Linked DNA regions of Mus musculus: regions 2, 3, 4 and 5 are each linked to region 1. Evidence: chromatin contacts called from public promoter capture Hi-C data. All regions are on one chromosome and are shown on one strand. The core of a region is the stretch at or near the end of the contact, and the rest is flanking DNA. Distances in the headings are between cores, read along the strand shown.

Region 1 (3,721 bases), core at 721-3,220:
GGGGTAGTGTCTTAAAAAAAAAAAAAAAAAAAAGCCACCTTTCATGTTTTCAGGAAGTTCACATTTGTAACTTAGAAATCCTGACTACAGAACTGACGTACGGATTCTCTTTTCCAGATTCTGTGATCTGGAAAATCTTAAATTCCAGTTTGTAGAACCATTCAAAATCTCCTATTTTTATTTTGCTTCCAGAACAGACATAGTTTTAGTTTACTTCTATTATTTATCTTTTTAAAGGTTTATTTTTACTATTTGTGTGTGTGTGTGTGTGTGTGTTTACACTAAGAATGGGGATGCCCGAGAAAGCTAGAAGTGGGCCTCAAATCCCCTGGAGCTGGAGTTAGAGGTTGTAAGGCTTCGTGCACGGCCACCTTGTGTGTTAGGAACGGAACTCAAGTCTTCAGGGAAAGCACTGAGCTATCTTAACCATTGTTCTCTCTCTCTAACCCAGTTCCCTTCTTTTATAAGAACCAAATCATGCTGGGGGTGGTGGTGCACACCTTTGATCCCAGCACTTGGGAAGCAGAGGCAGATCTCTGAGTTCCAGACCACCCTGGCCTACAGAGTGAGTTCCAGGACACCCAGAGCTACACAGAGAAACCCTGAAAAAAAACAAACAGGAAGAACCAATTCTTAGCATAGTTTTATATGGGAGCATCCTAAATATTTTAAAACAAAATAAAAAATATAAATACAATAAATGTTTTATTGAAAGGAAAGCAAAGCAGGATATGATAGCCCACCTGCAATCTCAGGACTCGGCAGGATGAGCTAGAGTTTAAAGCTAGCCTATGTCTCAAAATGACTCAAGAAACAAGTTCACCATGGAACAAGTAAAGGGTCTTCTCCATCTCAAAGATGGGAAGACGTACCAGTTTTTCTTTTGTGTCGCCCCTCTAAATTTCTTGATCTCCTGCTTACTGTGCTCCAAAGTTAGCTACTCCAACACATAATTTAGGCAGGCTATTAATTCTCCTTTTTTCCAGGCCCGTCAGTATTAAAATAAATAAGTAAATAATTATTAAAACACCACCTAGAAGGTGAAAACCCAGCTTGGTGGTGCATGCCTGTAATTGAAGATTGAGCGTTACGTGGACCGCGCCACGAATAACACAAGATAAAAAAACAAAAAACTGGCACACAGCCAACACCCAAATGAAAGCTGACATCCGTTGTACCTTGGCATTCTTATCCTCACCAGACTAAGTGACTATCCTCAGTGGACTAAGCCTTGCTTACCCGAAACTGGGATGGCGGCAACAGCTAAGAAACCCGCACCCAGGGAGAAAGTCGTTGGCCCTAACATGTTCTCATCATTCACGATGTTTGCTGAGCAAACTTCTGCATGGCTAGAAATAACGGAAGGGAGCTGGGTGTAGTGGCGCAGGCCTTTAATCCCAGGCCTGGGAAGGCAAAGGCAGACGGATCTGTTAGTTCAAGGGCAACCAATGCTACATGGCGAGGTATACATAATGATAATAATAATAATAATAATATTATTATTATTATTATAATTATTATTAAACCTTAACAGTAATTGGAAAGGAAGAGCCTAGGTTCTTGAGCTTCTAACAGTCTATTCCCGTGCTTTTGGTAACACCAATCTTCCGAGGCTCACAAACGTCCTACAGTTGCCGGGAGACAACTTAATCTACATGGGAACTGCGCGGCAAAAGAAAATTTTTTTGCAACTGGAGTCGGCGTTGCCAGAAAGTGCTGGGCTCGAACCTCGAGACCTCGCTTGTTCGGGCTGACCGCGCTCGGATCGAAGCTGACGCAGCAGAGCCCGCCGCCGCTCGCGACCCCGCAGAGAGCGAGCATCGCGCACAGGGGGTTCCCCAAGCTTACCTCTGCTGCGCACGCGCGGACGCCGCCAAAGCCGCGGCAGCCACCAGAAGCGACTGCCGGAAGAGAGCAAGAGGGGCGGTGCCAAGCGTCAAACCACGGAAGTAGTCATCCTCCCGACCTCGGAAGTTCTCGCCCAAACTTGCCTAGCAGTTCCGGTGAAGCTCCGGGAGTTTGTTTACGTTCCGAGAAGACCTAGCGGTTGGCTTCTCCGACTCAGACGCCAAGATGGGGAAGTCATTCGCCAATTTCATGTGTAAGAAGGACTTCCATCCTGCGTCCAAATCCAACATCAAGAAGGTGAGTAAAGGCATCCGGAGAGGGCAGAGATTGCTAAGCTCCCTGGGAGGGTCGTATCCTCCTCACGGCTGGAGTCGTCGATCTTTCCCCCTTGCAGGAATGATCCCCCAAGTCCCGCCTGTCAGTCAGTGGGGAGACCCACGCATGGTTTGATAACACTGTCCGTTCAGGATCCGTCTCCTACAGCCCCAAGCCGGTGAACTCTGCTCTGGGTCGAGACTCCTGCTTAACGGAGATCTTCTGGCAGAAATCCTCCCTCTGCTCACTCTCCATCCCGTAGTGTGTTTCTGATGGCTGCGTTCAAGTTGAGCGTTTTAAACAATCACAGGGCAACCAGTTGCTGGACACAGAAGGGCCGTGGCGAGAATTACAGCGCCAAAGAATGGCGACGGGAGAGTGCTTGGGCTTTGGATTCTTAGTTCAGTACAGTTACATGTAGCCCTGAGGCCTCGCACAAAATAGTCAATGATGTGAGCATTAGCCTCGTACACTGTTGATCAAGAATTATCAGTGTCAGTTGCCCTAGTTTGTAAAAATTTTAGGGAGATTAGATGAGATAGTATGGCCAATGACTAGAAACTCGAAATGAAGGCTTAGCACTGTGTGTTAAGAAAAGTACTCAAGTACTCAAAAGTACACAAACTTATGAGAATATATTTCGCTTTTGTTTCCAAACCAGTTGTGGGTCCTGTATATTACCATACATCTAAAGAATGTATATATTAGCATGCATGTACATTAGGATATCTGTGGAAGAAAGTGCAAGAAATGCTAACACTGGTTATCTGCAAATATAGTTACTTAGGTTTTTAAGTCCCTTGGGAGTGGGGAGGGCTTGCCAGATCTCAGCCTTACTCCTTGACCCCAAAAGTCTTGTTCTGTTTATTTTGTAGTACTCCTAATCCCCACGAGTGTATTTCTTTATGTGTTTCATAGCCTCTATTTGAGGTGGGATCTCCTGCAGTCTAAGCTGGCTTCAAACTTGCTGTCTAGGGAGGATAGCCCTGAACTCCTTGTCCTTCTGCCTCCAACCCCCTGCCCCCACCCCCAACCCCCACCCCCGCATGCTGGGATTACAGGTGGAAGCCACTGCAATCAACTACCACTTCTCCTAGGTCATAAAGTAGTTTATAATATGCAGGAGAAGCATTGTGAGCACTTTGACAATGGAGCTGCATCTTATTTTTAATTCAGTTACTGGAATTGAGTCTTGAGCAGTCGAGACTAATGAAAATAACTGTACAGTCTAAAGCTTGAGATACACGGTAATTTTTCTGTTTTGGTTGGGGTCTTACTGTGTAGTTCTGACTGGTCTGGAATACTTAGTAGTCCTACCTCAGCCTCTTGAGTTCTAGGATTATGGACATGGGCCAACACACTCAGCTAAACACAGTGAAAACAGCTAAAGGGCAGGTGCCATCCTGGAAGAAGCCAGGGAACTCTATCCACAATGCTCAGGTCCAAGACACCCGTCTTCTCTTCTAAGTGCTGTGAGCATCTTTTCATTTCAGTGTATTAGATGTGTTTCATTATAGAAGACAAGTGGGCTGGAGGGCTGTCAAAATTGCTAGTGGCT
Region 2 (3,721 bases), core at 614-3,113, 2.7 Mb after region 1:
ATAGACACATTGGCTCACAAGATCGGGGTCTGTAGTGGGACGTACCACCATGCCTTAGGAAGCAACGGATAGGAGGGAGAGAACTCTTTTTTTCTCTCTGAAAACAGAGGTAAGGCAATGAGTGGCAAAATCAGGGAGAGAGAGGGTTAAAAACTTAAAAACATTTGCTTTCATGACATAATCACTAAAGCTCCCTTGGTTTATACCCTCTATACAATGATTTCATATTTTGTAACATTTGTGCTCCAGATGCAGACTGGTAACTGGGGCTGCCCCTACTATTTCTAAAGCTCAAGGAAGAGAGTAATAACACACCTGTACTAACTATGTGTGCACTCAGAAATCCTCCGAAGCACACCTATGAAGACGACATACTTCAACTGTCTTCCATAGGAATGAGCTCATTAAACTGAAGTTCTGTTGACATGAAGATCCATCTAAGACCCTAAAGACTATTTTTTTTTCCTACTCATTAACACTAATGTGTCTTACTAGGTTTCCCTGGGTGTTTATTATAATAAAAATACTGCAGCTCCCTAAGGGTTCATGGCCACACTCAGAATCTGCAAGTAACAGGATAATACACCTCACATGAGTCAACTCAGAATCAGACCAGATGAAAAAGCATCGCCATTAATTTTCCTACGAACCCGGGATGAAGCAGTTCTTTCTCCTGTGTTTCCTATTAGTGTGGGATTTAGGAGTTTGGTTAGCTGAAGGAAATAGGAAAGTAATATGGCATATGAAGAAACACCCTGGAAAAACAAGGGCTTCAAAAGTCTCTTTTGAGTGGAATGGAGAGACAACCACAATCCCGACAACCAGGTGACCAATCACAGTCCTATCGTTCAGGTATCTGGGCTATTTTAAAACGTTATCTCATTCAGAACATGCGACCCAGGGCAGAAAATGAAGGTAAGCAAGCACACTCTCAGAGAAGATTGTCCCTAAATGGCGATGCAGACTGAGGCCACTCTGTTCACAGCCCATGTTAGCACTCACACAGGTGTCACCACATTCCTGGTTCCACGAGGAAAGGACCGTTCACAGGCGGATGTGTCTTTGACCCCTGGTGTCTGGCGCTGCGTTTCCTCATCAAGCCTGGCTATTTTGGAAACTCTCCTCCGCGGACCTAAACCTCAATCTCCCCGACTATTTCATCTTAGAAAGAAGAACGGAAGTTCCTCTCCTCCAGGAAATGTTGGAGAGATCTGGAAGGGTCAGGAGCGACCCGGAACGGAAAAGTCCTATCAAAAATCAACTAAATTTAAGTCTGTCAAATCTAGCCCGAGGCCGTTCGTGCTCCTTTCCCTGTCCAGGTGGCCCTTGCAAGCATCCAGGGGTAGCCGAGATGAACCGACACCGGTCGTGACATCTCCGCTTAGCCTGTGGCTCCGTCACCCTCCCCGAGAACACAGGTACGGGTTCCGGCTCCTTCTGGAGGCGGCGCCCCTTGCTCTTCCTAACTCTGAAGCTCAGGCCAGTGCGCGGCGAGGCCGTGCGGAGGGCCAGGAGCCAGGGTGGTGGGTCCCGGGCCACGTCGCCGGCAGCCGCGCCCAGGGTGCTCCGCGGACTCGGGCCTGGCCGCCCCGGCGTCCCCCCGGGCCTTACCCGCAAAACGTGGTAGCCCTCGGTGCCGCCGCCCGGGATCTCGACGCTCTGCGAGGAGCCCATGGCGGCGGGCGATCCGTACGACCCGGCCGGCTCAGCGCTGCTCCGCCTCGCGCACCGCCCGCTTGGCGACTCCGCGTAGCTCTTGGGACGTGGCACTTGCAGCAGCCCGAGCCGGGCCGCACAGCCCGCCGGGAGATCGTCGCCCGGCAGCCACGGCCGCTGCCACGCCGCAGACAGCGCCCCCTGACGGGAGCCGGAGGGAACGATCGGAAGAGCGCAGCGGGCGGAGGCAGGGAGCGCGAGAAAGCGGAAAGACAGCCCGGAACGCGACGGCTCGCTACGGGGCCCCGGAGCAGACAAGACTTATCTCGGCGCGTTTCTACCTTCGCAGAAGGGTATTTGGTCGCAGCGCCTCCTGGTGACCAGAGGCCAGAGAGGAAGGGAGCAGATGCCGAGCACGCCTGGCGCTTGCTTTGTTTTAGGTCTTGTTTAATAAGATTGTATACCTGAGGATAGTTCACAGTGCCTTTCTGGGGTTGGAATATCAGGTATTCTCAGCTCACGTTTATAAAGAGCAGTGTTCCCTGAAATAAAAGCGGTTACTGTTTTGTTGTTTTTCTTCTCGTCCTGATAGAACACTACGGAGCTACGCAGGAGCGAGGGGCAGGGGTTGGATTTCCTTGGAATTTTGCCTGTTGCCCCACTGCACCCCTCTCAGTGTTCCCTGCCCCGTCTCCTCCCCATGCTATAGTTTGACTTTCAGTAATGGTGTCCCATCCAGGTGTTGACTGTCTTTGGTGTTTTGCAGTGTGAGCTATTATTAAGGGTTCTGAAGTATTCTAGTCCCAAATGGTTTTTCATAGTTAACCCAACACGCCACCAGTTAGATAGTCTAGTTTAAAGGATAGGTAGAGGAGCAAATGAGTGGTGCTCTAAAGAGCCAGGGGAATACAGTACGGGGACCTTTCTTCCCGACAGCTGACCAGTTCGCCATATGGAATCAGAATCATATGAAATTAAGAAGACTGGACTGAAAGAGATACCCATAGACAAAACTAAGAAATACCAGGAAGAGCTTGCATTGGGATCTGGAGTGAAGCCCAGAGGTTTCATAGTCCCTAGCCTGTGGAGGTGGAGGAACCTTGAAGGGATGGACCTTGTAGAAGGAAGTTGGAGTCTGTCCTTAAAGTAGGGAGTAGAACCCTGCCGCTTACTTTCTCTCTTTGCCTCACAGCTGCCCCGAGATGAACAGCTTTGCCAAAATAATGGAGCCAACAGCTATGGACTGAAACTACAAGCCAAACAAATCTTTCTTTCTCCTTTAAGTCGTTTTTTTGTCATTGACAAAAAGCTAACAGAAGGCCAATCTGAAAAAATTCCTAGGGCTGAAGAGGAAGGAGGCTTACGGGTTAAAAGTGTTGGCTGCTCAGTCATGTCAATGGGAATTCAGATCCCAGCACCGACAATAGACTGTCTATAATGCTTATAGCTTCAGCTCGAAGGGATCTAGCACCCTCTTCCAGCCTCAGTGTAGACACACACACACACACACACACACACACACACACACACAGAGAGAGAGAGAGAGAGAGAGAGAGAGAGAGAGAGAGAGAGAGAGCTGGGATCTTGCTGTGTTCTCCTGACTAGTCTTAAATCCCTGATTCCCAGTGACTCTCCTGCCTCAGCCTTCTGAGTAGCTGAGATATGCCACTGTGCCTGGCTTGTAAATGGCATTTTTGGTGCAATTGGAGAAACTTGAATATGGTTGCTAGAATATTAGATTTAGGAGAAGACTATTTCTTTTAATGAAAAGGAAGATAATTACTGAGGTAGGGAGCTAGTTAGAAGACAGACTGAGCCTATAGGCATATAAAATGATTTTTTAAAAATAAAGTATACATTAGTGCATTCCTCCACATAGGACTGTCTGGGATGATAAGAGAAGGGGCTATACTATGGACTTCTGAGTGGTAACTATGTATTTATCTTGGGTTCTTATGTATTCTATACTGCTCAAGGACCTGCCTTTTTATAACAATTTTTGTTTAAAAATTGAAAATAAATTACCACGTCTCTCTTTGCTGCTAATAAGCCAATTATAGTATCT
Region 3 (3,721 bases), core at 720-3,219, 2.4 Mb before region 1:
AACTATTCAGTTTGGTTTGGCATCACAGAGAGAGGGAAAAGGCCCTACAAGGAGGAAGTAAAAGCCTCCCATTTCCTTTCTCAGGTTCTTCCTGGCTAGTAACTCTGCTTTCAGTTGTCACAAGGCCCTTAGCTCTCCTGCCGACAGAGGTTGGCCCCTGCAGCATTAATACTATGAAATATTATGTTGTTGGCTAACTTTATGTTTAAAAGTTTAAATTTTCGGTGCTCCAGAGAACTATAAAGCAAAATTAGACCTCCAAATGTTAAGGGCCGTTAAGGGTTAAATTTTTTTTACTGCTGTTTCTGTTTTGCTGGAGAAGGAGATTCTGTTTGCATTCTGTTTGTGAGAGAACAAATGGCTGAGCATTGCATTCAGAAGTCCTGAGTCTCAGCTGGAGACCTAGCGCTAGGATCTGAGTAAGAGACCTTTCTTTGTCAGATTGTTGAATCTCTAACTGACCCCAGGCCCATAATAGGGTAGTGGTTTTTAAAATACATTTCAAGCCAGGCAGTGGTGGCGCAAACCTTTAGCCCCAGCACTTGGGAGGCAGAGGCAGGCAGATTTCTGAGTTCTAGGCCAGCCTGGTCTACAGAGTGAGTGTCAGGACAGCCAGGGCTACACAGAAAAACCCTGTCTTAAAAAACCAAAAAAAAAAAAAAAAATTCAAAAGAAGATATTTGTGTTCAAACATACTTAAAACAACAAAGAGAAAGATAAAAATACTCTGGGTTTTCAACTATTAACACATTAAAACATCCCTCGATTTTTTTTCTAAGCCCATATAACTATTTTAGAAATTGGATTTTTTTTCGGGGGCAGTTAAAGAAGTATGTTTGGGAATGAACGTTGTGAAAACAGTCACTACCACCACCACCACCACCAAACCCAAGTGGCAGAGTCTATGGTACAGTTCTCAGCCTGTGGAGAGCCACCCCAAGCATCTCAGATATTTTGCACATCCGATACTTACATTACAATTTATAGCAACAAAATTAGTTATGAAGTAGCAGCAAAAATACTTTTCTAGTTGGAGGTCACCACAACACGAACTATATTAAAGGGTCGCTGCATTACGACGGTTGAGAAACGCTGCTCTAAAAACAGCTTGAGAGGTGGGGCCTTATGAGATCATACCTCAAAATTCCCAAATAGAGTAAGTACGTGTAAAGGAACCCTGAGAGTCTTAGAATCCACTTCGGTGATTCTGTTAGAGCTGTGCCCGCTTGCTGGGCTCTGGGTGGATGAAGTGATACTGAGTGACCGCTTGGGCCCCGAGCCCAGGGCACGTGGGAGAAGTGGAGGGCCTTCGAGTAAGCGAGCACGAGTTTGCAGCGTGGACTCATCCATCTCCCTGGGGCAGAGGTGTTTGAGCACCAGCAACTGAATGGGACCTGGGGCCAGAGGGCAGTTGGCCTCTTGCAAAGTCCGGGTCCCAGCTCAGAGCCCTAACCCCGAAACTGGCGCCACAGTCAGCCGGTGGAGCGAGATAAAGCGGGCAAGGTTCTGCAGGTCCAAATCAGGGAGTGGCAGCTCCGATAGCAGCGCACGGGCCGGGGCTCCCGGTGTGCTTGCACCAACTGTTTAAACTGCTTCAAAGAGCCAGGGCTGGAGCGACCTTCGGCAAACAGCTGCTAATCTCTAGCAAGGGGGTGCTGTCCTACAGAGGACTGGGGGGGCCGAAGGCCTCCTGCTCGCGCTCCGCCCCCCGTGCGACTTCAGCCCACCTGACTCCGCCATGCCCCGGACAGCGAGAGGAGGATCAACAGTGGGGGGTCGAGGGGAACGCGGGAACTCCGGCCGGAAGCACTCAGGTCCATGCCCCGCCCTCGGGCTCTTGCTCCTTCCACTGGCCCCCGTCTTGTCCCCCCCTCCCCTTGCCCCGCCCTAGGCCTTTGCGGGGGGCCCTCGGGTCCTTGCCCTGCCCCTGTACGCGATTCCAAGCTCTTGCCCCGCCCCTTACCCCGCCTCCATGCCCTTGTCCTGCCTCTGGCCCTTGCCTCTTGCCCTAGCCTTTTCTCCGCCTCTAAGTTCTTGTCCCGTCCCTAGGTCCTTGTTCCGCCCCCAGGGGGCGGGGGCGGGGCGGACTAAGGCTGGCCTGCCACTCCAGCGAGCAGGCTATCTCCTAGTTCTCCGCTGCTCGGACTAGCCATTGCCGCCGCCTCACCTCTGCTGCAAGTAGCCTCGCCGTCGGGGAGCCCTACCACAGCGTCCGCCCTCAGCATGATGGACTTGGAGTTGCCACCGCCAGGACTACAGTCCCAGCAGGTGCTGCCCCAACCTTCGGGCCCCTGGGCTGTGCCAAGAAGCCGGCAGGAGCTCGAGGGGATAGTGGCTCCGGGAGGGAGGGACAGTCTGAGCCAGGACTACGACGGCAGGGCCTGGGAACTGCCCCGCCGAGCTGGGAGGGCAACGGAGGATGTTGGGGCCGCGACGAGAGTGGGGTCCGAGCCTGAGGTCTCCAGGGGCGGCGAGGTTGGGGTGTGGAGGAAGCTCTGACTTCGTGGGGCCAGGCAGAGACACCACCACCTCGCTGGGTGGGAGGCGCAGAGGCGGGAGGGGGGTGGATGCTGGCGGTCTAAACCGGCGCCGCCCGGCCTTTTCCGGGGCAGCGTAGTTTCCCTGATTCGGTGCCGGTAAAAATGTGCCTAGTCACGGGGCCGCGCTCGGGGGAGCTGAGGTCTCTCCTCGGCGTCCGCCCGAAGCCCTCCCCAACCCCCGTTCTACGACTTGGTGAGCTCGGCCGTCTACGGCCTCAGCCCGAGAGCTGGTCTGTAAGATCACGCCTGTCCGTCTTGATCCAGAAAAGCCCAGCCCTCCGGGGGCGGAGGAGAAAGTCACCGGGTGGCCCTCGTGCTCTGGCGCCCCGACGGGCGGCCTGCCGGCAGGGCTCCGCACGCTCCTTCAGCCTGGGAACCCGGGAATGGCCTCGCGCCGGGCGCAAGGACGTGCAGACCTGGGCGGCGGGCTCCGAGGTCCGAGTGGGCCCCATGCTGGGCTGTGTGTTCTGAGTATGGTGACCCGCGGGGCCCCACGTAGTGTGCGAGGCTGTGGCTTCTGGCTGGCTTACATCGGCCAGTTGGCAGTCACAGAGGCCCTCGGTTGGCCCTTTCCTGCTCTATAGCGTGCAAACCTCGCTGCTCTGGGGCCAAGGGACAAGTTGGAGCTGTTGATCAGTTGCGCAATTGTTATTTTCCCCTGGGCGGCTTTGTCTTTGGATTTAGCATTACAGAGTTGTAATACCAAAATGTATAAGGCAGGATATTCTGGTCCTTGCCGTCAAGGGTAAGAGTAATAGATTAGAATTTGTTGCTTTTTATACTGTTGCAGAAGTTTTGCTTTTAGACATTTATTTATTATCCCTCGCTTGTGTCCTTAATACATTTTTCTTTGCTGTTTGAGATTCTGCCTCAATTTTCTTAGCATGTTGCGCACTTTGAAGACAGCGAATGGGACGCTTGCGTTTCATAACACTTTCTTGCTAAGTTTTGAAGATTGTTATGTAAGTGAAAACCAGTTTCTGGTTATACTTCAGGCAGTTTTAAAGAAGTAAATGCTTATGTTGGCACACACGCGCGCACACACACACACAAAAGAGTCGGAATTGGATTTTTAGGAAAAGAAACCATTTAACTCCAGGGAATGTATAACTCGGTAAAGAGTAAGTTAGTTTAAATGTAAAGCTTTCGGCTGACCTGGAAGGTCCTGGTGTCAGTTTTTA
Region 4 (3,721 bases), core at 542-3,041, 2.3 Mb before region 1:
TAATTTTAAAACATGATCTATGAAATGCAACTTAGAAGCTTACAACGGGAAATTAAGAGAAATTCACATTTCCAGCTAATAACATTTCAGTTATTAAAAGACATTCCCAAGCAAATTAGGCATATCCCACAAAACACAGCCAAGACTTAACCCCGTGATACCTTGTGGGGGTTAAAAGGGTGGGTGAGGGTTTTGAGGCTGGCTCTCAAGGAAAGGCAGGCTAAGCTAGCCTTGAACTTGAGGCAGTCCTACCTTAGCCTTTCAAATACTAGGGTAACAGGTGTGCACGCACCATTCACACCTGGTTCCACTACTTAGCTTTCTGTAATCAATTTACCTTGGTTATACCCACTTACATCATATAGTTTCAAGTTATTTCGAATGCGATCCTTACATTCACAAGCGTGTAATTTGGATTTACAAGGTATAGCATATACCGCCTGACCAGAGGAATTAGAAACAAAACCGTAACTGAGAGACTTAGAAAATATCTAGCCTGTGGTTTTCTTTTTGAAGATTTTACTTTCGAGTGAACCGCTTTTAATGAACGCATTAAGACAATTCAACACAAGCCCTTAAAGGGGGCTCACTTTCTTCCATCTTCTGGAAATATTAGTTAGAACATTCAATATGCAGACAGCCACATACCAGAAACCCAACTACCCAAATTCACGTAAAACCCCTTTATTCAAGCCTCGCATAAATGAATTTGACAATACACAAAAAGCATCTCTATACACACAAAATTCTCGTAATCGTGGTATTTTCTAGTGTGGTCGCAGTTCTCTAAAACCAAAATCCAGGAAAACCAAAATCCGGGCCAATCCGAAGTATGAGAAATTAGATCAATAAAAATATTAAGCTCCAAGTAAACACATCTACACTCAAACCCCCGAAATGGTTAAGACTTCAACCACAGGACGCTGTAAATACTCTCATTCCAAATACTTGAGCACAAGCAGCGGGTTAGGAAGCACCTTAAAGCAGCAAGCTTTTCAGTAATGTATCCCCAAATGAGCGCTGAGAAAATCCGGCCCGAGTATTGCGCGGATTGTCATCACCCAGAAGGCCCGCCAAGGCCTAGATCCACGTCGGGAGCACCCCAGCGGAAAGCACCGCGCCCGGAGCCTGGAGGCCATCTGCGGCAGAAACGCCGGGCCGCCTCCCGCCGTCCCCTCCAATCCCCGCGCACTCCTTCTTGGCGGCGTAGCCAGGCGGCGGCCATTGCGGGCCACTGCGCCATTTCGTAACGCGGCGGCGGCGGATCAATGTCAATGCGGCCGCCGCCCGCCTGCTCGCTCGCCCGGATGTGCTCCTCCCCTCCCCCACCGCCTCCTCCCAACCGCTCCCGCGGAGGCCCGCCATGCCGCCCGCGGCCTCGCTAAGTCAGGCCGCGCAGCCCGAGGGCATCCTCGCCCGGCTGCCGAGCCACTCCCCGGCCCCGCCGCGTCTTCGAGGGCTGCCGGTGCGGCCGACCGAGAGGACCAGGCCGACGGAGGGCCCGGAGGAGGCCACCCGGCCCGCTCCCCTCCCCCTCCCACCGCCCTCAGCGCAAAGCGCGGGACGATCGTCCCGGTCTCCCCGGCCTCCCCACTCCCATCGAGCCAAAGCCCCCCCATGCCGGCAACTACCCAGCAACCCCCCGCTCTCCCCCTAATACCTCCTCCCCCCGGCGGCGGCGGCGACGGCCGGAGTCAGGCTGGGGGCGACCGGGCGGCGGTTTTACCTCCATTTTGAGACCGGACTCGCCTCTTCCAACTCGAGTTCAATATGGGACCGAGAGGAAGAGGCGGGGCCAGTCACCACGTGATGTGCTATCCGCGCGCCGCCCGCCCACTGGGGGCGGAGTCATGAGAAAGCGGAGCGCGACTGGTCCACCGCGTTGGCGGGCCGAGGGTGGAGAGCGGGGATTGGGCCGCCGGCGGGAGCGCGCGCGCCTCGCCAACTTCCAACGCAGCGCCGCCTTCGCCGCGGTTCGCGCCCGGCAGCGACGCTTACGTCAGCGGCAGCTCGACCAATGGCGAGAGCCCACGTCGGGAGAAAGCCGCGTGACCGCGCGTCAGCTTAGAGAAAGGCCTTTCCCTTTCTTCTGGCCCCTCTCGCCCCTCCCCCGCGCGCCTGCGGGTCTCCATTTCCGAGTTCACCTCCATTCCAGAGCCAAATGGAAAGTCACGCTTTTCTGACTTGAGACTTAAGGTTGTAAGAAAGCCAGTTGACCATCTTCGCCTCCCTCGCGGCTTTCTAAATGTCGAGAGCCCAGGTTTGGAAAAATGTGACTGCGCCGCCTTCCTGGGAGACCCACACTGCAAGTCGCAGTCGGGGCACGTCTCACGGACCGCAAAACGCGGCTGAGTTACTGCGGTTTTCACCTTAGCAGCTTGCACATTTACAAATTAAGACAGTCTGGGAGGAAGAAGCAGAGCCACTTGGGTATAGAATTGAGAGAATGGAACGATTTCCAACGTTTCCAAAAGGCTTCTGGCCATATAGGCCCTCTACCTGTTGGCTAGAGATTTGTTTCTTATTTAAAGTGGTCATCAGTTTCGAGTTTTAGTGTGCAGTATATGAACGAAATAAGTCGAATCGTTTATTTGCTTAGCAAAGGGATTTGGAACGATTTGGGTTTTTAATCAAATAAAAGCAAACATAGGATTAGGTAGTCTCGAAACACCCACTGTAACGAAGAATGATACCCCGGATTCTAATAGTATGTAAACGCAAACACTGTTTTTATTCTGTAGAAGTCCAGCATGCTGGGGTCTCCCGTTACCAAGATAGAGCCTGAAGTGAGCCCGCAGGACCAATTTAAAGCACCTTAGTGGAATCCTGGGGTAGGTGGGCTTTGTCTTACTCTGTCTCTAGGTATTCCAGAACCATACTAGGGTATGGTGCCTGGAAACTGGCTGAGGAATCTGGGGTGGGGGGTGGTAGGCTGTGTCTTATGCTATCTCGAAGGACATTCCATTACTGGGGCGTGGGGGCTGGCTGGGAACTGCTGACCCATTGTCCTTGTTTCAGGCCAGGTGGTGGGGCAGTTTCTAATTAGCTGCCTGAAGCCTGGGTTTTTAGACCTCGTCTCCTTAGCTGCTAATTTGAAGCCTGTCGTGGACTTAGCCTAGCCTTCTCACAATAACAACTGTAAATTAAAAGTCTACAGATTTGCTAGTCGTGGTATGTGTCACCTCTAGGCTACTCTGAAGGCAGAGGCCCATGCCTCTCTAGCTGGCTATGTGGAGTTTCAGGGAGCCAGTGCTATAGAGTGAGACCCTGTCTCAAAAGAAAAAAAAAATCTGCAGATCTCATTTAAATAAAGTTATTGAGGGTAAGAAAAAAAGCACAATTGACAAGCCTTCTTTTCCTGCAACAAATTGCATATTTTAACATTCTGCATAGCAAACTCCTTTGCAATTTATCTGTCTCTCCCAGTGAAAGATGAGAAATGGATTCAGATGGTGGCACACACCTTTAATCCCAGCAGTCAGACATGAGACCTAGGCCTGGATCCTCATCTCTGCAAACTGGGCAGGTGACACAGCTCCTAATCCCTCAAACCCACAGCATTTAGGGATTGGAGGTGGGAGATTGAAAAAACTCAGAGCAGCCAAGTGTGGTGTCTCAGGACTTTAATCACAGCAACCAGGAGGCAGATGCAGAAGGATCTCTGGGGGTACCAGGCCAGCCTGACCTACATCTAGCTCTAGGATACAGAGACCCTGTCTCA
Region 5 (3,721 bases), core at 623-3,122, 2.3 Mb after region 1:
TGGAAGTTACATCCAAGGGCGAATCGAGGGACATGGGTAGATTCACCAGCACTAAAGGCTAATAAATTGTAGGTTGGGCGATTTGCCAAAGAACCAAAAAAAAAAAAAAAAAAAAAAGATACCTCCTGGAGTCAAGGCAAACCTCAAAAATCACTAGTCTCTCTGACTTCCAGTTTCTGATCCCACAAGAAAAGAACTTAGGCGTTATTAATCACTTCTGAGATAGTTCCAGCTGGTGCCCTGCAAGCATGAGGACCGGAATTTAGATCCCCAATACTCATGGTTTTCCTAGAGTTGTGGAGGTGGAGACAGGCAAATTCATAGCACTTGCTGACCAGGCTGTCTACAGGTATTCTAGCTTCCCAGTCCAGTGAAAGGAGAACCTATCTCAACAAGGTGATTTGCTCCGGAGGAACAACACCACTGAAGCTTGGCACACAGAAAAATGCCCATAATTCTTACAGATGCAAAGTGAAAGATAAAGAGCGGCAATTCCATAATCCCTTAATCCAGGTGACGGGCATGGAAGCATCAATTCACTGTGTCGTTCTCTTCAGTCTGACCTTGAATGGATGGAGGCTGGCTGTTAAATACTATTTATCTACAAATACTATACTTTTGTTTGAACATTTTTTTTCTCTTGGGAAAAAAAAAAAAGTACTTCTAAAACAAAATGCCTGTCTCCTAAGCAGCATCTAATTATTTCACAACCCATTTTCTGGACTCTGATCTTTAAATGGGTATAAAACAGCAAACTGTGCTGAGAAACGTATTATTTTGCCTGTGCTATAATTTTGTGTGAAATAAAAGTATTTACAAAGATGAAGTCCGAAACTTTAGACTTAACGAGTTTTTAAGATCACATGCATTTTCCACCTAGTTTTATTATGGACTCATTTTTTTTTTTTTTTTCATCTTCCAATTTCACTAAGTACTAAAGAAGCCACGTGGTTCTATAAAAACTAGGGTCAGGTGGATTATAGCAAAAAAAAAAAAAAATCATCACCAAGAATTTACCTGCTGACACAGCACCGGTAATTGTCAAAATATATTCTTCCTCTCTCATAGGCTATAGGTGACTTGGAATGAGTTGTCCAAACATTCTTAAATTTAGTACTCTCCTGAAAGACACAAAGAATTTCAGTTTAGGAAAGAACTCAGTCCCCTGCTATGGAACCATTTTCGGTGGGTAGTTGAAATCTACAGTTTTAAAGTACATTGTTTCTCCTTTTTTTTTTTTTTTTTTCTCCCTCTGCCCATAGATGTCGGTTTAGTTGGATGCCCAAGTTTTGAATCGATTGTTTGCAGGAAGGCAAAAGAAGCTTTTTAAAAACTACGCCAGGCGGCGGACCTGAGTACCTATTTTCTAATACCCTAATTGCGGGACACGGATGCCCCTCCCCACGTAAGACCCTCAAAGGGGTATCAGAGCGCGTAAAAAACTGCAGCCCGGCAGGAGGTTGGACCCCGGGCACCCCGACTTCGGCGGGCGTCACCTGGCACACCAGCGCCCGCAGGATGCCCAGGTTCGTCCTCTGCACCACGCCTGCGTCGCGTGCATAGAAGCCCAGAGCCCGGCGACTCAGCCTGCGGCACACATTGGCCTTCCGGGTCCGGCCCATGGAGACTAGGGGTCCGCAGGGCCCAGGAGGGGCGCGCCCCTCACTTCCGCGAGGGGTGGCAGCCGCCACCTGCGAACCTCAAAGGAAGGCTGACGCGGGACCCCGCGCTGGGGACTCGGGGCAGAGATCAAGAGGTAGCGACACACGGATTTGACGCAAAGGAACAGAATCAACGGCGCCTTCCTGGCCCTTCTTTCTGCTCTCGGGATTAACGCTGCACCTCGCGGCCCTCCGTATCCACTCCCTCTCCCGGAAATGTAGTCCCCTTGGCCTTTTCCGCCCCTATGGCTTCTTTTTCAGAACTACAATTCCCGTCAGGCAGAGCGAGGGCTGGCCTGGCCCCGCCCCACCCCTCCCTGCCCCTAGCCCGCCTCTCCTGGCCCTAATAGGCTGCGCCGTAGGGCTGCGCAGTGGGTCGGGTAGCCTTCCGGGCTGCACGCGGTAAACCTGGATAGCTTTGGTGGGTGCTGTGCAGCCACCTGGTGGTGTCGCTTCACCTGTGTGTCCCAGGAAGCAGTCCCTTTCTGCCCTGGTCGTGGGACGACTGCCAACCCCTCCTTTGGCCCTGCAAGGCTCTGGCCACGCGTCCAGAGGGGCGTTGTGGCCAGTGGGACCCTCCAAAGGTACGCCCCGTGGCTTTCCCTCAGCCGCACTTGGGACGTTGTGGATGAGGTTGACTTCAACATTTAGTTGTGTAACCACTATGCTTTTGTATGGTAATTAGTGGTGAAAGTTGCTGTTTTTCCCATCAAAGTAGGATTGAATTTCTCCTTCCCAAAGGCTCGTCCTTGTGTGGCCAGCGGGGACCCTGACTGGTTTTGTGGTAATTGCTGTGTTTTCTTCCTCCTTCCATTTTTCCCCCTTATAGGGAATAAAATATGAAATGTTTGCATTCTTATTGAACTGCCTAAGATAATCCAGGTTGACTTCTCTAAGTAAAAAATAACATTCTCTGTGAACTAGCTCAGCCTGCGTGTTCAAAATTACTAACATACTAAAAATTTCCGTAACTGTATACCAAATGCGACCCGTAACCTCATTGTAAACCCCTTTAGTGTGGTGTCTGCATCTCCCACATAGACTTAATAGACTTGGCATGCCACTCCGTGATCTTAAGTGCTTAAAGAAAAAGTCAGTAAGCACACCAGCTTTCTGATCGACAGAAGTACAGTACAGGATGGATGTGCTGGATCAAACGTTAGCCGTTTCATTTTGTTGTTTTAAATGGAAAACTCTTATACCCTTGATGCATTTCCTTCGGGGTCTGGCTTTTTTGTTTGTTTGTTTGGTTGTTTTGTTGGAGGTTTTTTTTTTCCCCCCCTGATATTTCATGACCTGCTTATAGCATACGGTGGAGTGAGTGCTTTGTATATTTTTAGAAAGCTCCACAATAGTTAATTTGGTCATTCATGAATGCAGCTGTCACTGAAATGCTGGAACCCAGAAAAATATAGCTGGATTTTCTTTGGCTGAAGCGAAATGCAAATCATTGCTGAATTGCACTCATCATTTCCTTTTTGTCTTTCTTGTCGCAGCTCTTGTCTTTCTGTGCTCTCCCACCATGGCTGAGCTTTGGTTTCTGTGCTTGTTTTTCACATGACTTCTAAGATGCCACTATGCTCCACTATTACCACAAAAACAGTAGCAAGTAGTGGGCATATTGTGATCATACCTTCCGCGCATTCACTTTAACATATTAAGTCCCAACAACTGGATGCAGACCACCCATTCAGACATGAGGGCCATGCCCCTCACTTGCTGCTCTACTGTAATGGCGCTGTCTTTCTTGGTTTGGACCAAAGTCCCCCCAGTTTCTCCCAGGTCTGAATGCTTAACCTCTGGAAACTCTGTGCGCTTGAGAAGACTGTTTACTTGCTTCTCCTTCACGTCCACTCTTACCAGGGTGGTACTTCAAGGCCAGTTGCCTCTCAGTGTTTTTCAGGTTTTTCCACGAGGCATCAAGCTTGGCCCCTAAATCATCATAGTAAGTGGTTTCTTTCCTCACAGTCGACAGCCAGTGAGCTGGCTGAGGGACTGCACAATATTCACGGCTTGGGCAGTCCCCATTCTTACCCGGCCTTCTGAATGCTCCCTTCCTG

The links. Promoter capture Hi-C pulls out the DNA fragments that hold promoters and counts their contacts. Capture Hi-C pulls out chosen DNA fragments and counts their contacts.
Region 2: a contact with region 1 is called in a promoter capture Hi-C map of liver, with 3 times the contacts expected there. The contact joins the promoter of Gorasp2 here to the promoter of Cir1 in region 1. A contact is called at or near these places in 1 of 39 promoter capture datasets (liver), 1 of 484 Hi-C or Micro-C datasets (CD4 T cells), 1 of 115 datasets of contacts at active chromatin or transcription factors (astrocytes) and 1 of 9 other capture datasets (liver).
Region 3: a contact with region 1 is called in a promoter capture Hi-C map of pre-B cells, with 4 times the contacts expected there. The contact joins the promoter of Nfe2l2 here to the promoter of Cir1 in region 1. A contact is called at or near these places in 1 of 39 promoter capture datasets (pre-B cells) and 1 of 115 datasets of contacts at active chromatin or transcription factors (astrocytes).
Region 4: a contact with region 1 is called in a promoter capture Hi-C map of adipose tissue, with 2.7 times the contacts expected there. The contact joins the promoter of Hnrnpa3 here to the promoter of Cir1 in region 1. A contact is called at or near these places in 1 of 39 promoter capture datasets (pre-B cells) and 2 of 9 other capture datasets (adipose tissue and liver).
Region 5: a contact with region 1 is called in a promoter capture Hi-C map of liver, with 4 times the contacts expected there. The contact joins the promoter of Dcaf17 here to the promoter of Cir1 in region 1. A contact is called at or near these places in 3 of 39 promoter capture datasets (liver and pre-B cells).

What each region holds. Positions count from the first base shown.
Region 1 is chr2:73,310,841-73,314,561 of GRCm38.p6, reverse strand. It overlaps Cir1 (corepressor interacting with RBPJ, 1), which reads left to right and starts at 1,970. Exons shown (of 10, transcript NM_025854.3): 1 at 1,970-2,145. The coding sequence starts at 2,074. It overlaps Scrn3 (secernin 3), which reads right to left and starts at 1,910. Exons shown (of 8, transcript NM_029022.1): 1 at 1,849-1,910.
Region 2 is chr2:70,659,651-70,663,371 of GRCm38.p6, reverse strand. Gorasp2 (golgi reassembly stacking protein 2) reads right to left here and starts at 1,863. Exons shown (of 10, transcript NM_027352.4): 1 at 1,612-1,863. The coding sequence starts at 1,674.
Region 3 is chr2:75,702,911-75,706,631 of GRCm38.p6, reverse strand. Nfe2l2 (nuclear factor, erythroid derived 2, like 2) reads left to right here and starts at 1,969. Exons shown (of 5, transcript NM_010902.4): 1 at 1,969-2,268. The coding sequence starts at 2,224.
Region 4 is chr2:75,657,329-75,661,049 of GRCm38.p6, reverse strand. Hnrnpa3 (heterogeneous nuclear ribonucleoprotein A3) reads right to left here and starts at 1,791. Exons shown (of 11, transcript NM_053263.1): 1 at 1,727-1,791. The coding sequence starts at 1,732. It overlaps Gm39859 (predicted gene, 39859), which reads left to right and starts at 2,113. Exons shown (of 3, transcript NR_166143.1): 1 at 2,113-2,260; 2 at 2,742-2,831.
Region 5 is chr2:71,053,895-71,057,615 of GRCm38.p6, reverse strand. It overlaps Dcaf17 (DDB1 and CUL4 associated factor 17), which reads right to left and starts at 1,872. Exons shown (of 14, transcript NM_001165980.1): 1 at 1,497-1,872; 2 at 1,018-1,121. The coding sequence starts at 1,622. Mettl8 (methyltransferase like 8) reads left to right here and starts at 2,010. Exons shown (of 10, transcript NM_145524.3): 1 at 2,010-2,245.